Regions from separate parts of the Rattus norvegicus genome. Here region 1 is linked to region 2. A link is a contact called in public Hi-C data. All regions are on one chromosome and are shown on one strand. The core of a region is the stretch at or near the end of the contact, and the rest is flanking DNA. Distances in the headings are between cores, read along the strand shown. Region 1 has its middle 22 kb from the start of Klf14. Region 2 holds the start of Mest (mesoderm specific transcript).

Region 1 (3,505 bases), core at 649-3,148, 220 kb after region 2:
CATGCTTATATATTTTTTCTTAGTGCTTATCCTTGATTTGTTACGAGTCTTAATCATTGTTTGTCTCCCCTATTAGAACTCAGGTAAGGACAGCAGAGAGGGGGCAGGGCGGCTCCTTCTGTTCTTTTCTCTGCAGGTATTCAATAAACACTTGCTGATCGAATCCAATAATCCTTTCTCTGTTAGAATATTCAGGGGCCTGTGAGGGAGGGCAGGGAGTGACATGCTGACTTCTGAGCAGGAAAAGGGATGTTGCCTTCTTGAACTGGGAGCAGCTGTGATTACCAGTACAAGACTGGAGTCCCCACCAATGCTGTGTAATCAATAGAAGGAGGAGGGACTTATGGGCCCCACCCTTCCCTGAGATTTATCCACAGTAAATGATTGACAAAGGAGAGACATTTCCTTCCTTGGTATAGCCACTGATGAGGTGTCATGCCCCTGAGGATAACCCCTCCCACATGGTCCAATTAAGTAAACATAAATAAACCATCAAAAAATATGTGAAAGGAGCAGAAGGTGGGAAGACTGGGCTTAGCAGAAGTGAGGGGGTGAGGGAAGAGACACGGGTGAAGGAGGCTTAATCAGAATCCATTAGCTCTCTGTATGGAGCTCCAGCATTAAACTCCTTACATGAACTAACATAGCTAATAAAAAGTAAGACAAAGAAAATCACAGGGAAAGCATGCTGGGAAGTTCCAATTTGTGGCTAAGAAAAAGAACCGGATTTGGTCAGGGAGAGGTTTAAAGTCTCCCCAAATTGAACATAAGTGGAGACGTGATCTTATTTTGTATGCTAAACTGCAGGTTATATACTCAAATCAGCTCCTTCTTACATTCTTCTTGGCAAGGTATTTCTGTAGAATGTTACTAGCAGAAGGAGCCTTGGCCGATAATGGAATCGAGAGTCCAGGAACCTGCAGCGTTCTCAAGAGTGGGATGTCTCATGTCTCATTTGAGTGAGGATGACGCACCTTTCAAAGGGATCAAGAACCTCAGGAGTATCCTGCGCCTTTCTCTCACAAGACAATAACAGCCCACACCTAGTGCCCACTCTGTGCCAGCATGATGCCTTAGACACTTCCTTTCTACGTCATCCACACAGTAAGATTATGAGTAACAGTGACTATTTTTTGAGTGTTTACAGTGTAGCCTTCAGTTAATGCTCTTTGTATCTGGTCTTGTTTTACCCTCGAGATTCCTAGGCAAGAAGTCCCATTGTCGTGCTCATGTTTCAGATAGGGCACAGGAAGCAGAGGAGTTGAGTATTGATCGAGGTCAGAGGGATCAGTAAGTCGGGGAGTGGGGATTTGGACTTGGGTAGCTACTGGGGTGGGGCGGGTTAGTGATGGAGACTTACTGGTGGTTTCTAGGCTCCACGGGTCCTGGCTTTTATAACAGAAGATTCACATCTAGTAGACTCCTGTTTTAGATATAAAACATAGTCTGGTTTCATCTTTTTTTTTTTTTTCTGGAGCAATTGCTGCCCCTGTGAGTGGACTTGTCTGCCTGTCTACTGTCATCAACAAGGGCTGATCAGTCTTCAAATCACATACAGCCCTGTGAAGCAGGCTGCCCCTTAAACCCTTAGAACAGGACCATGTTCAGGAGAACATTCATTTTGACTTGTGTTGAAACCATTAATAAAATCACGAGAAAAGGTTTTTATAGCCATCACATCGTTTTTTGTGTTTTGTAAATCTGGAACGCTGCCTTCTTGGGTTTTCTTGGGAGAGACACATGATTTAAAGGGGAACACTAACCTTTCAATTAAACGCAGCTAGTGTTTTTACACTTCTAGTGATTCAAGCTGACTGGTGAATGGAAGAGAAATGAGCTTCAGACACAAATTTGCTGTCTCTGGGTAGCAAAACACAAGATCTAATTTGAGACTCTGTAAAACTGCTTTTTAAGGTACGGGCGGAAAAGGATGGCTCGGGTACAGAGTACAGAGCGTACAGACCCAAGATAAAGGGAAGCTATCTCATCCTGGGATCGACATTTCATTCTTGGGAAGGGTTTACATTCATTTCCCCTTCGGGACGACTTGATAATCTTTGTGGAAGCTTTCTCGCTTTCTCTGTTGGAGGAGGAAAAAAAAAAAAAAAAAAAAAAAAGCCAGCTTTTTTTTTTTTTTTTTTTTTTTTGAGTCAAGCTCCTGGCTCTGTCTTAGTGGAGGTATGGTGCCCTCTAGTGGTGGAATAAGGAGTAGGAGTTGCAGGTACGTTTTCTTAATTTTCTCAGTTTGGTCAACACATCACCCCCCCCCCCCTTAATTAATTTACTTATTTATTTTAAATCCCGATCGCAGCTCCCCTTCCTCCTCTCCTCCAAGACACACCCTCACAAGCCCCTCGTCCCACAGCCCTCTCTGCTTCTCTAAGGAGAAGAGGAAGTCCCCCCTTAGGTACCACCCACCCTGGGACATCAAGTCACAGCAGAATTAGGTACATCCTCTCCCACTGAGACCCAGCAAGGCAGTCCGGCTAGGGGAAGGTGATTTAATGGCAACAAAAAAAAATCAGAGACATCCAGCCTCACTCCGAATTGTTAGGGGAGCCACATGAAGAGCAAGCGGCATCTGCTGCAAACAGGGACCCTAAGTCTAGCCCTTGCGTGCTCTTTGGTTGGTGGTTCAGTTTCTGTAGGTGCCCACGGGCCGAGGTTAGTTGAATCTGTAGGCCTTCCTGTGGTGTCCTCGACTCCTTCAGCTCCCTCAATCCTTCCTTCAACTCTTCCACAGACTCCCTAAGCTCCGCCTGATGTTTGGCTGTGGGTCTCCGCATCTGTTTCCATTCACTGCTGGATGGAGCCTCTCAGGACAGCAGAGCAGTGTATCACTAATATTGTCAGAGGTTGGCTTTCTCCTGTGGGATGGGTCTCAGTCGAGCCAGTCCCTCAGTGTCAGCTCCATCTTGCTGAGAGCAGACTGTGTATGAGGGTTTGTGTTAAGGATGCCCTGACATCCAATAGCTTTTTTTTTTTTCTTTCTTTCTTTTTTTTTCTTTTTTTCGGAGCTGGGGACAGAACCCAGGGCCTTGCGCTCCCTAGGCAAGCACTCTACCGCTGAGCTAAATCCCCAACCCCTATCCAATAGCTTTTATGAAGAGCTCACACGGTTGGACTAGACAATGGTAACTGTGGAGTCCCCTCTCCTCATTGTCATAGTAGTCAGAACAAGAGAGCTCTAGCCAGATCTGGAGGGACGGAGCAAAAGAATATTTCAATTTTTTTAAAAAAGAAAATGCTCATTGGCTTTTTCTTTACTTAATGTAATTATATGTTTATTGTAGAAATTTTAGGAAATGCAACTGAGATTTTTAAAAATTATTCCCCCGTTCCTTCACCCAGAGACAATCAGTTGGAGGTGCATAATTTAACTTTTAACCAAACATTGCTCATGTTTCAGAATCTCATTAAATCACTTAATATATTTTGAAATGTTTCCTGTTACTAAATACACAGACACGACATGATTACCCCTTTTAAAAGTAGTAACTGGTAC
Region 2 (3,287 bases), core at 451-2,950:
GATAAACTACTCTTTCTGGTCTGCCTTCCACCCCTCCCCTCCGCCCCCAGGCCCCCAGGCCCCCAGTCTGTGCTGGCGCCCAAAGGAAACACTTTTTTTTTTTTTTAATAAATAAAAAAACCAAAGGTTACGGTGCAGAGCCCCCGGTGCTTTGCGAAAGCCGTCCCCTCAGGCTGGAATGTTCTTTGTCTCTGGTAAATGTCTATTCATCACTCAAGACAACCCCTTCTTCCCTCCCCTTAATTACTTCCTCCCCTGTGCACCCTCAAATTCTTGAACTTATTCATGCGGTATTTGTTAGGGGCCTGCTTTGTTGCCCACCCCATGGCGGGATCTGGGATACAAAAGGTGAATGAGACAAGGCTTTGAGGGTCTAAGGCTGGGAAAGAAAGGCCCGACATGTTAGAAAATATTCTGAAATCAAAAAGAAAATGTAAAAAGTGCCACCCTCCGATCACTCATTCACTTCATAGTCCTGTGTATCGCCCTGCGGAGGCTCTGCACAATCATTTGTTTTCCTGCCATCCACGAAGAAGTGTACCCTGGACCGTGTTATGCGTTCTGATGACCCTTTCTTAGGTGCTGGCATTTTCAGTGTCAGCTGGGTGGTCCCGAACTCCGGGAACGTGGGTAGATGCCCACAGCTTAGATCCCTGTGGATTCCGCTGACCCACTGCGGTCCTCTGGCCGAATCTTGCTCGACTGCATAGCTGGGCTTGGATGTTGCAAAGCCAAAGCTGCGGCAAATCGGGTGCCGAAGAGAGGCCTGCAGCGCCCCCATTGGGCCGGCCTGCGTTCGCAGCGTCCTTAGCTAGCTCTCGCTTAAGCTGCTAGAATTTCAGGGTACAGCTCCAAACCTCACATAGGCATCACGATGCTCCGCACTTTGCAAAGGCTTGAAAAATGACTTTTAAGGGGTTTGGAGTTTTAAAAAATCTCCAGTTTTGTCCGCACCTCTAGAGTGTTTGCACTGTGATTGTGTGGCACATAAATAGAGAAGCTTGTGCCCCCCCCCCCCCCCCCCCGATGAACGGTCCCCAATGCTGCTCCAGATGGGCGCTGCAGCAGCTTCTGGTATGCGGACCACGTTGTGCTGCCGCAAAGGAAGTGTACCGGTGCTACCGTGGTGGGGACATTGGCTCATTCTATGCGATCACAGCCCATCCATGAATGTGTCCACTTGGCCACAGATACCACAGAATCTGTCCATTCCCTAAACATTTAGTGTGCCTTTCCTTCTTTGTTATCAGGGGTTAAGGGCTTGGGGTTGCCGCGCGCGCATTGGTGACCCACATTTTCGGGCTCAGAACCCCTGTAGGAGGTAGAAAAGAAGTGGGAGCCGCAATAAGCACCCTAGCCCTGGGGTGATTTATGCCTTCCGGGGGGCAGGAGACCTGTGCGTGGTCCAAGGGATGGGTTGGGGAGGGATATCTCACACATTCTCATCCTTGCCCGAAGCATTAACACATGGGAAAGCTTTCTTTAGCAGAATCTGGGGTTCAGGTTTAGAGATCTGTAAGGAAAGAGGGGGTAGCGGGGTCGATACCCCTGGGGGCGCCCACGGGAGAGGCCCCCCTTCTCTGCAGCTGTGGGGAGGGGCTCTGCGGCGGGAGCGAGAAGGAGGGGCGCTGCAGCACGGTGGGCGGGCCAGAGGCGGGGCTCTGTGGGCCTTAAAAGTCGGTGCCCGCTCGCTCCTCTCTGCCTCGGCCACCAGCACATCCCGGTGCATCCTCACAGGCGCAGCAGCCTTCCTCTGCGGCAGCCGCACCTCGCCACCCGGCGTAGTGCTGCAGGCTCGCCCGAGTTGCCGCTTGCTGCCTCTTTTGTCGCTGCCGCGGGCCGCCCTGCGGACCGTGGGCTGCGCCGAGGCCATCCCCGATCCTGTACCGCTGTAGGCGCCTCGGCGCGCCCTGTGATCCGCAATCCTGCGGCGGGCGGCATGGGATAATGCGGCCATGGTGCGCCGAGATCGCTTGCGCAGGTGGGTGCTGCCAGTCGTGCCCAGAGAGGGGGTGTGGCCAGCCCGCACCCCGGAGATGCGGGTGGCAAAAATTCTCACCCAAAGGTGGCTGCACAGCCCTAACTTGGAATCGCCTTCACTGATGATTTTTAGAACCAGGCTTTAGTCATGTGAGACTTAAGAATTTTAGAATCGTTGCATTACCATGGTGAGAATTAGTCTTTTTTGTCTGGGTCTTTGCTGTGGTATGATTTACAAGGTGGTAATGAAGCAACTTAGGAATCGCGAACCTTGGTAACGCCTGGGTGTCTTGTAGGATTTTCAGAGCTGGTCATTGTTGTGGCGTGATTTAGGATTTCTAGACCATGGCATGTGATTTAGGAATCCAGCAGCCGAGATTGCCGCAGAGCGACTTAAGATTTCCTGGTTCTGGCCTCACAGTGGTGTGGTTACTGCATAGGTGTGACTGGATCTTGCCGCGCTGTGTGGCCACGGCTTTAGGTGTTGTTTGGGAGCCAGAAATGGAAACCCCGGGGGACACCGGCACGCGTCCAGGCTCTTAAAATATTAAGAGAATTGTTTGCTTCGGTTTGTGTGTGCACAGCAGAGTTCTCACTAAGAATGAATCAGGTGGGCTGGTTTGGCGGTATTAGATAAACATTTTTTTTACATCATTTAAAGCAATCAGAAATCAAGGCACGTAAAGTTTGTTATGGGAGTACGTTGAAATTTTGCTCTAAATCATGGTACCATTAAATAATGGGAATTGGACTAAAAATACTTGTTTAAACCTTTTCGTCCGATTGCTAGTTTGCTTGACTACTAAAAAAAAACTCAAAATGTTGGGGGTATTTTTTACCAAGGTAACTAAAGCTGAGAATGGCTGGGGGGGTTGCCCCCCCTTCCTGAATGGAGGAGGTGCACTAAGGTATGGTCTGGAGAGCGTGGGTGTGGCACCTCTGTTTCCCTGCGCACGGGAAGCCCCTGTTCGCTCTGCGGTAGGCGCCCCTCCCTGGCGTTCTGCTGAGTCACTGCGGATTCAGTGAGTCTAGCAAGGATGCCAAAGAGGCTACGTGAAAATGTATGAACAGGTAACAGAACCAAACGGGTTCTGAGGAAATGAACAGTAACAACAAAAGACACCCCCCCCCCAACCTAACGCTTTTATTTGCTTTTCAAGGAGGTTCAGCCGTAAAACCCGTTAGCAGATATCAGACTGAGATAAAACCATCCCGTTTTGGCACTGTTCCAGTCATTCTAGTATAGCCTCGCAAGGTAGAACAGAATCATTGTGACTTTATTAGACAGGACTTTGGAGGTAGGAAAA

What was found. Hi-C and Micro-C count contacts between places; a contact is called where the count stands out from the background.
Region 1: a Hi-C map of frontal cortex shows a contact between it and region 2, with 2.1 times the contacts expected there. The contact joins the enhancer-like site here to the promoter of Mest in region 2. A contact is called at or near these places in 2 of 12 Hi-C or Micro-C datasets (frontal cortex and kidney).

The regions. Positions count from the first base shown.
Region 1 is chr4:60,544,748-60,548,252 of GRCr8, forward strand. No RefSeq gene overlaps it. Among named protein-coding and RNA genes, the nearest start is that of Klf14, 22 kb to the left of the region's middle. Within about 2 kb of position 1,899, at least 7 of the 93 cell types and tissues checked have an H3K27ac peak or open chromatin away from gene starts, as enhancers often do.
Region 2 is chr4:60,320,114-60,323,400 of GRCr8, forward strand. It overlaps Mest (mesoderm specific transcript), which reads left to right and starts at 1,701. Exons shown (of 12, transcript NM_001009617.2): 1 at 1,701-1,981. The coding sequence starts at 1,956.